Linked DNA regions of Canis lupus: region 2 is linked to region 1. A link is a contact called in public Hi-C data. All regions are on one chromosome and are shown on one strand. The core of a region is the stretch at or near the end of the contact, and the rest is flanking DNA. Distances in the headings are between cores, read along the strand shown.

Region 1 (4,309 bases), core at 897-3,396:
AGGTGATGAGTCAGGCCTTAGGGAAGACTGTAAAAGCATGCTGTGTGACTATAAGACATCAATTTGAGGGTTACAGCCCCCAACGGCAGTATGCAAAAAAAGAAAAGAAGAGAAAAAAACTTTGAACCACACACCATTCCAGACACTGTTCATTGTTCCAAAAGAGCCAGCTTTCTGTAGGGAGGCAATTCCAAGCCTCCAAGCTAAAGCTTGAGGGGCCTCTTTGGGACTTAATAGTTTCAAGGAATTGCTTCCACCTCACAGAAGTTGGGAGTTTTTCATGAAGCAGCAGCAAAATTCCACACCAAAGTGTTACATTCATAGAAGCCAGGGGCGAACAAGTTTTTAATGATGACAAGTGACTCCTGACTAAATGAGTTTCTGCCTTGCCAGCCCACTTTGGGACTCTCTCCAAACGCTCCTCCATGACACCAGTTCACGGTGCGAAGCCTGCCCTGGCGGCCCTCAAGCTGCCAGCGTCCTCCAGAAGCCACCCAGGCCTCCAGCCCTTCCCTAAAACATCCTCCCCGAGCCCCACAGCAGCTGTGTTTGCCCCTGCAAGCCTGGCTGCTCCTGTTAGCTCGATTGCAGACTTCCCGAGAAAGTTAACGCTTGTTCTCTAAATAGCTGTCAGTAGTACTCGCTACTGGGACTACGGAGTTTAATTAAATATGCCAATATGGTAATGAAATACGAGTGCAAAAAAGAAACACTGTTCTTGTTTGAAAACGGAATGGAACGCTTTGGAGAGAGGCTCGACAAAGGAGAGTCCCGATCGAGCCCGGCGGGGACAGAAATGCCTGTGGGAGGCGAGGGGGAAACCGTAGAGACGTGCCCATCTTCTGCAAATCGCGCGGCTCCCGCAGGGACCGCGAAAGCCTCCGTCTGTTTTAAAGAATCCCGACGTGGGAATTCTAGGGGAGGCTTTCCGGGTGCGGTCGACGCGGGAGGAGATGGGGGAACGCCGATCTGCGGGCACCGAGATTCAAAGGGAAGGTCTTGGACCGACATCAAAAAGACTGGCTGCTCGGAAAGTTTTCTTTCCAGCGACAAAGGCTGGAAAAAAGCGCCGTGGTCGCCACCTACCGAGGGGGAGGGGAGAAGGGGTGGGGGCGGGGGTGGGGGTGGGGAGGAGGGCGGCCGGCGGGGCCCCCCCATCGCCGCCGGGGGGAAGAATCGTGAAACCCTTCGGTCCAGTGCTCCGCAGAACCGCCCTCGACCTCGGGGCTCGAGTTCTGTAAACTTTTGAGCGTCGCTTAGGTGAAGAGCAGTGTCTCAGCGTTTTCGACATTCGAGAGCTCAAGTTGGAAAGCGAAAAAGCACAATCGGGAGGCGGGAGGCGGGGTGCGGGGTGCGGGGTGCGGGGTGCGGGGGAGAGGTTTCGGTCCAGTTTCTCCGCGGTCGACAGAACAAAACCCAGCGGGCTACAGGGCAGGTTTTCTGCTCCCTCCGCGGCTTTCTCTCAACTTTGCCTCTAAACGTGGAGCGAGGGAGCGAGGGGAAAGTCTGGGCTGTGTGGGTGGGGTGGGGGTGGGGGTGGTAAATAAAAACAGGAGCCCCCCGCCCCCTGCCCCGGCGCAGGTTGGGGCTCCGGTCTCCTCCGGCCGCCTCGGAGGCAAGCTTGCAAAACTAACAGAGGAGCTCTTTGTGTCCGGGAGGGTGGTGCAGGGCGGAGGAAGTCCCTCGGCGGAGCACAGGGACCGGCGGGCCGGCCTGGGGCTCCCGGGCCTCTGCCATGTTCCGGCCTCGCCATCGGCAGGGAATGTCGGACGCACGAGTGAGTGCGAGCCCCGGACGGTGGCTCGGGCCCGCGGCACCGCGGCGCTGAGCAGGCGGGGGCCGCCCCCGGCCTAGGCCGGCGCCCCGCGCCCCGGCTCCCCTCCCCCACCCGGGCGGCCGCGCAGGCCCCAGGTGCAGCCATGTTCTTGCTCCCACCACCCGCGCCTCCATTGACAGTCCTTGCCGGAGAGGGCCGGGCGCCGCGCTCGCCGCGTCCTCGGGCTCGGGGCTCGCCGGCGCGGGGCTTCCTGGGAGTCGTAGTCCGCCGCCCCCGCCGTCGCGTTGGTGGGGACGAACCACAAAACTACAACTCCCGCTGGGCGGCGCTGCGGGTGCGCACGCGCAGCGCGCCTTCGAGGAACAAAAAAAAAAAAAAAAAAGAGGAGGAGGAGGAGGGTGAGAGAGAAGCTCGGAGAGCAGAGAAAAGGGGCCACCGATCGCCCCCCCGCTTCCCCGCACGCGCTCTCTAGCTGAGGCCGCCCGCCTGCCGCGGTGATCCCGGCCTCTCCCTCGGTCCCCCGTGATCGGATCTAGGCGCTGACCCAGGCCCTGCCGGGGCGGCCATGCGGCGGTGACAGGAGCTCGGCCAAGACGCCCGGGCCCCTCGCCCTCTCACCTCCTGCCCGCTCGCCCGCTCGCCCCAGCCCGGAGCTGCTCCGCCGCGGCCGCAGCTCTTGCTCGGCCCACACGCGCTTCCTTTCGGCTCCCCCAGCCCCGGCGCTGCCTGGAGGCGGCTGCACTCGGGTGAGTCCCCGTCGCCTCCCCCGCGCCCCCCGCCCCGGTTGCCATCGCGAGCGGGGCCCTTCTTTGAGACGCGCCCCCCCGGGGCCCGCGCGGACTGGGGCCGGGGTACCCGGGCCGCCGTGTTGGGGGTGGGGCGGGAGGAGACGCGGTCGCGGGGGACGACAGTTGCACGCGCGCGCCTGGGAGCGCGGGGGGAGGGGCGCGCGCGCCGGCGCTGCGTGGGGGGGCTCACGCGTGAGTCCCGCGCGCGAGCGAGCCTGCGGGCTGCGCATGCCCGGCCGCTGATTGGCCGGCTCGGGCGGTGCGGGTGCGCGCGCGGTGCCAGGCCCGAGCCGTGGGGTCGCGCTCGGCCTGGTGTCTCCGGGGCTCGTGCGCCCGGGCAGCAGACGCGCGCGATTGGCCGGCGGGCGGCGGGGGCGGCGCCGCCGCGCTGCCTGGTAACTGCGGCCCGGGGCCGGCGGGCCCCGGAGCGCCGCCCGCCCCGCCCCGCCCCGCCCCGCCCCGCCCCCGCCCCTCCCCGCCCCTGCCCGCGCCCAGGTGGAGCCCGGAGTGGGCTTTGTCCCGGCCCGGCCGGCGCGCCGGCCCCGCGGGGCCTGTTCTTTGGGGGAAATAAACACAATGACCGGAAGGAAAACCTCGGCCTTCGGGCCACGGAAAGCCGTCTGGATCCCGCAGGCGCCCGGACGGGGTTTCGCGGAGGGACGAAGGGGAAAAACTGTCCTTTCCCCCCTCCCTGTGCTGCCTCCACTTTCTCCAAGTTTTGCCTTTGAATAAAGGAAGTTCTTTTTTCCCTTCTTCTTCTTCTTCTTCCCCTGTCCAATGTGGCGTTGCGGTAGCCGGCGGCCGAGAGCGTTCCGGCGTCGAGTTGGGTTGGAGCAGGCCCACTCCTGCGGCTGCGGGGCTCCGGGCACGCTTCCCCCTTCTCTGCGGCTTGAGGGGCCGGAGGGCAGCAGAGCCGTCTCTGGGGCGTTCCGGAAGCAGAAGGGGAAGTTAGTTTGCAAATGAGGGTGCCCCGGAGTGCGGGGAGGAGGCTGAGCCCGCGCCCGCGCCCGCGCCCCAGGCCCGCGGCCGGGGAGGACAGACACCTCCTCCCTCCTGCCCCGTCGCTGTCTCTGTCTCGTCAGTCGTTCAGCCGCAGAGCCGGGCTGCCGGGCGCGGTGCTCTTGCCTCCTCCTTGGGACCTTGACTTTTTCTTATGTTCGGGCTTTGGAACTCTGGTCTTGCTCCCGTGCCGTCGCTGAAGGCCGTCTCTTGCATTGTTTGGTGGGAATTGGTCGTTTCTTTTTTCTTTCTCTTAAAGATTTTATTTACCCACGAGACGCGGAGAGAGGCAGAGGGAGAAGCAGGCCTCCTTGGGGGAGCGGGTGCTGGACTCCATCCCGGGACTTGACCCCGGGGCTCCGGAACCGGGTCCTGAGCGCGGGGCGGACGAGCCCAGCGGCCCCGCGGCGTCCGAATCAGCTGGTGCGGCCCTTCCAGGAGCGGGTCTGGGTTTCCCTGAGGGGAGTGTTGTGCGTCGGTGCACTCTTGTCCGCCCCGTCCGTGGGCAGGAGGGGCAGGGGTTAAGCTTTTTCCGCCTTTGTCTCCCCTCCCGGCGGACAGACCCGCGAAGGGCCTTGCACCGAGCCTAACATTTGGATGTTTCCTAAGCGCCGGGCATCCCTCTTCAGCACTAACGTGTTTTCTTATTCAGTCTTGAAAACAACCCCGCAATTCCCTTGTGTAGACGAGGAACAAGTCTAGAGAAGCTGAGTAGTGTATTCTTGATTACTCAGCAAGTCAACCT
Region 2 (4,763 bases), core at 335-2,834, 37 kb before region 1:
GGCAGAGGGAGAGAGTGAGAGAGAGAGGGACAGACTCCACAAGCAGACTCCCAGGCTGAGTGAGGAGCCTAACCCTCAGCTCCTCGGCTCAAGCAGACCCTGAGATCATGATCTGAGCTAAAACAAAGAGTTGGCCACCTAACTGACTGACCACCCGGTGCCCCCCAAAAAAATTATTTTTTAAAGCACCCTGGCTGCTATGTGGAAGAAAATGGTGGCTTCTAGATTAGCCCCTGGTCATCAAAATCAAATTCCCTCCTTCCATTTTCCCCCAACATCCACACATGCTAGCAAAAACAGGTGGTATTAAAAAAAAAAAACAGGTGGTATTGGGATCCCTGGGTGGCGCAACGGTTTAGCGCCTGCCTTTGGCCCAGGGCACGATCCTGGAGACCCGGGATCGAATCCCACGTCAGGCTCCCAGTGCATGGAGCCTGCTTCTCCCTCTGCCTGTGTCTCTGCCTCTCTCTCTCTCTCTCTCTCTGTGTGTGTGTGTGACTATCAAAAAAAAAAAAAAAACAGGTAGTATTAAGCATACCATCCTAGGTCTGCCATTCAGAGACTCCCACCTCCTCTAATCCTGGGTCCACCAGGTGATCTGAAGCCTCTGGGCACACAGGTGGGCATCTGAGAGACCCAAGCTTGCCTGATCCAACCCAACCCAGCTGGTCCAGGGGAAGCAAGTCACCCAGAACACTTCACAGCTCATGAAGCTCACCCCCACCATTCTGAGGGTCACTGGAAAAAGCGTGGCTTCATGGAGGGCTTTCTGTTGAGGATGACGGTGTCACTATATGATATATGAGAAATGCCCTGACAGCTGAGGCCACCAGTAGCAGCCCCCCGCAGGTCCCCTAGTGGCCACTGACATCAGGAAGAAGAAGAGGGCAGGGACAGGGCCCAGCAGGGACTGAGTAGCTCCCCTGTTGAAGGAAGAAAGTGGAAATTCTATCTTCCTGGATCACAGGGATCCATTTTCATGTCTAGATCCTCCACGTTCCACCTGCCAGCCAGCTGTTAAAGGGCCCAGGAGTCCAGCTCCTCTCCCAGACCTGGGTCTGGCACACGGAGAGGGAGCTTGGGACAAATGGAATGAAGGAATGAGTGCTGGAGGCCACGGACGCCAGCCTGGAAGCCCAGAGAGGCCCAGTGAGTGGGGTGACCACAGGAAGTTGGTGGCTGAGCCAGGATTGGCACGGGCTGCCCCTTCCAGCCCTGCCCTCTCTCCTGGGGCCTCAGTCTCTGGCCCACAGCGGGGAGGAGCCACTAGTGAGTCACACACAGGCTCTATCCGTGGGGAGTTTCTTCTTTTCTTGACTCTCTTCTCCTCCCTCTCTTCCCTTTCTGGAAAATCTGATTAGAACTTTGAAAGCTGAACCGTCCGTCTGCGGATCGGGTTGCCAGATTTAGCAAAGAAAAATACAGGATGTTCAGTTAAATGGAAATTTTTGATAAGCGACAAAGAATTCTTTAGTGTGAATATGTTCCATGTGATATCTGGGTCATAACCCAGTTCGGGAGAACAGCAGCCTCCCTCCTCTGGCTCCCTTGGCCCAGCAGAGCCGCTGCTCCTTCCATGGCACGCCTTTGCCGCGCCATCCAGGGCCCCTGTGCTTGGTCCCTGGCTGACGGAGTTTCCGAGAGCAGGAGCCATCCAGACACCTGCTGCAAGGCTGGGGGAAATGAGGAAGCTGCCCAGACAGCCAGAGAGAACAGGAAACCCCAGCTGCCACAAGAGAGGAAATCGTGCCGGGAGGCGGTGGAGGGTGGAGGGTGGAGGGTGGAGGGGAGGCGAAGTCCAAGTCAGCAGCCCTGTCACCCTCCTCCCTGCCCCTGGGCTGCACAGGGGCCCAGCACAGAGTGGGGACCATGAAGGCTCCAAGAAGCAAAGAGCCACTGACCAAGAGGACAACTGTCACATCCCCAGTCAGCCACATGACATTGTGACTTGGTCTAGATACCTGGCTCCTAGGTGCCCCAGCCCTGCTCCCAAAAGGAAGGACCCATCTCTGGGGAGCTCAGGGCCAATGCCAAAGGCCACGGCTGTGCTAGGTCACAGTCCCCCCTTCCCTCCCTGCATCTCCTGCATCCCCTGGCCCCAGATTCCAGAGCACAGCTCCCTCTGGCTGCATCCCTCATCTGCTGGGCTGCACCTGCCCCTCTGAGGGTCCTCAGGACCTCCTTTTTTTTAAAAAAAATATTTTATTTATTTATTCATGAGAGACAGAGAAAGAGAGGCAGAGACACAGGCAGAGGGAGAAGTAGGCTCCCTGTGAGGGAACCCCATGTGGGACTTGATCCCAGGACTCCAGGATCACACCCCAACCCAAAGGCAGATGCTCAACCACTGAGCCACCCAGGCGCCCCTCAAATAAATTTTTTAAATGTTTTTTTTTTTAATGTATACATATTGCTAAAAACCAGTAATTTTCTTTCCTGTGGATTTCTGCTTCTATCTCATTAGCCAGAAATAAATGGTTGTGCCTGGCTGCAAGAGAAGCTGAGAAATCAAGATTTAGGTTTGTGGGGTTTTTCTAAAGATTTTCTTTATTTGCAGAGAGAGAGAACAAGCAGGGGGAGCAGCAGGAAGAGGGAGAGGGAAAAGCAGACTCCTTGATGAGCAGGGAGCTCGAGGTGGGACTCCATCCCAGGACCCTGGAATCACAACTTGAGCCAAAAGCAGACACCCATCCAACTGAGCCACCCCAGTGCCCGAGTTTTAGTTTTGAAGCTGGGAACATGGTCTGTGAATAAGGAGGAAAGGAGGGGGATAGATGCTGGGGAGCCATGTCCAGCAACGTCTTCCACAGATACCATACGTGAGACTCTGCAACCCTTTTGCTCTCCACTTAATAGGTCATGAATCTTTCCAGATTCACACATACAGGTCTACCTTACGGACCTACCAAAAATGGCACAACAGTCCCACAGAATGGTATCACCCTTATTTCTGACTATATCCAATATTTTTCTAAAGCAAAGGCAGTGGCAATAAACACCCTTGTAGAAACATCCTTTGGTGCTGGTGCTTCTGTTTCTGAACTTCAGATTTCCCCAATGTGGCTTACTGAGTGAAAAAGTGGCATGTCTATTGCTCTCAATCGCCATGGAACAAATGACCCCCAAAGTTAATAGCTTAAACTAATAAACTTCCTGGGGCTGAGGCACCTGGCTGGCTCAGGCGGTTGAGCATACAGCTCTTGATCTTGGGGTCATTGGGTTCAAGCACATGTTGGGAATAGAGATTCTTTGTTTTTTTTTTTTTTTTTTAAGATTGTATTTATTTATTTATGAGAGACATGGAGAGAGAGAGAGAGGCAGAGCCACAAGCAGAGGGAGAAGCAGGCTCCACGCAGGGAGACTAACTCGGGAACCGATCCCAGATCCTGGGATCACGCCCTGAGCTGAAGGCAGATGCTCAACCACTGAGCCACCCAGGCGTCCCGGGAATAGAAATTATTTTTAAAAACTAAACTAAATAAATAAACTTACTGTCTCATATTGGTTCTGAGGGTCAGGAATCCAGGAGCAGCTGGATGTGTTGTTCTGGATCAGCGTGTCCCAGGAGGCTGCAACTCAAGCCACGGCTGGGCAGCTGTCATCTGCTGGATCCGGGTGGGAGAATCTGCTACAGGGGAGAACTACACCGGCATGTGGATACGAGGAGGCAAGAAACACTGGGGGCCATGTCCCCCCACTGGCTATAGATAGGTGGACACATATTCTTTTATATTGCCTTTTTCTTTTTTAAAATGTAATGTAAGAAAAAAAATTTTTTTTAAATGTAATGTAAGGACGCCTGGGTGGCTCAGTGGTTGAAGTCTGCCTTTGGCTCAGGTCATGATCCCGGGTCCTGGGATGGAGTCCTGCATCGAGTTCCCGGCCGGGAGCCTGCTTCTCCTTCTGCCTGTGTCTCTGCCTCTCTCTCTCTCTCTCTCTCTCTGTGTCTCATGAATAAATTAATAAAATCTTTTTTTTAAAATGTACTTAACCCTGATTGGAAGTGTAATGCATGCTAATTTTAGAAAAACTTGAAAACCCAGAAAAATATGCAAAAGAAATCTCAAACCCCCATAACCCCACCACTGAAAGATAATTGCCACCTACATTTTTATACATTTCCTTCCACTCCTTCTTCTATGCATATTATGTTAGTGAGGATGTTTTCGTCAGGTAACAAAAACCACCCTGACTTGAACAAGCTCAAATAGAAGGAAAGCTATTTAGGACCCCAGGGAACAGGAAACATAAAGGTGGCCAGATGTTAGGGTTGGTTGAGAACCATGATATCCTAAAGGACCCAAAGGACTTCTCCAGGGCCATCCAAACACTGACTTGATCCCAAGGGTCATTCTATAGCAAGGGCAGCATCCCATTTACCCCTTAAGGCAGAGAGATGATCAGAGGGGCTGAAAGTCTTCCTTTCAGTCTGATTGGGCCAACTTGCTTCACATCCCCACTCCTGAACACGATGCTATCATTGGGAATACCATAGGCTAACTGACCAGTGTAGACCTGGTTAAGTGGTGGGATTACTGCCATTGACTTAGATCTATCACCCTCAGAGCTGGGGCAGCTTCCCCTGAGTCACATGATCTTCAAGGTTGGAAGAAGAGGAAAAGGAGGATGGGTGGCTACCATCAGTGTCTTCTATACAAATATATTTAGATAGTTGATATGATACAATTTCGTGTCCTTATTATTCCAACTGAATGTCATATTTTGAACGTATTCTTTTTTTTTTTTTTAAGATTCTATTTTTA

What was found. Hi-C and Micro-C count contacts between places; a contact is called where the count stands out from the background.
Region 2: a contact with region 1 is called in a Hi-C map of blood, with 1.4 times the contacts expected there. The contact joins the enhancer-like site here to the promoter of GTF2I in region 1. A contact is called at or near these places in 2 of 9 Hi-C or Micro-C datasets (blood and skin fibroblasts).

What each region holds. Positions count from the first base shown.
Region 1 is chr6:5,756,692-5,761,000 of UU_Cfam_GSD_1.0, reverse strand. GTF2I (general transcription factor II-I) reads left to right here and starts at 2,146. Exons shown (of 35, transcript XM_038539055.1): 1 at 2,146-2,523. It overlaps LOC119872320 (transmembrane protein 258-like), which reads right to left and starts at 1,801. Exons shown (of 1, transcript XM_038538842.1): 1 at 1-1,801.
Region 2 is chr6:5,792,427-5,797,189 of UU_Cfam_GSD_1.0, reverse strand. No RefSeq gene overlaps it. Among named protein-coding and RNA genes, the nearest start is that of MIR2387, 34 kb to the left of the region's middle. Within about 2 kb of position 1,584, at least 9 of the 20 cell types and tissues checked have an H3K27ac peak or open chromatin away from gene starts, as enhancers often do. A contact at or near this core is called in blood, where this site is marked.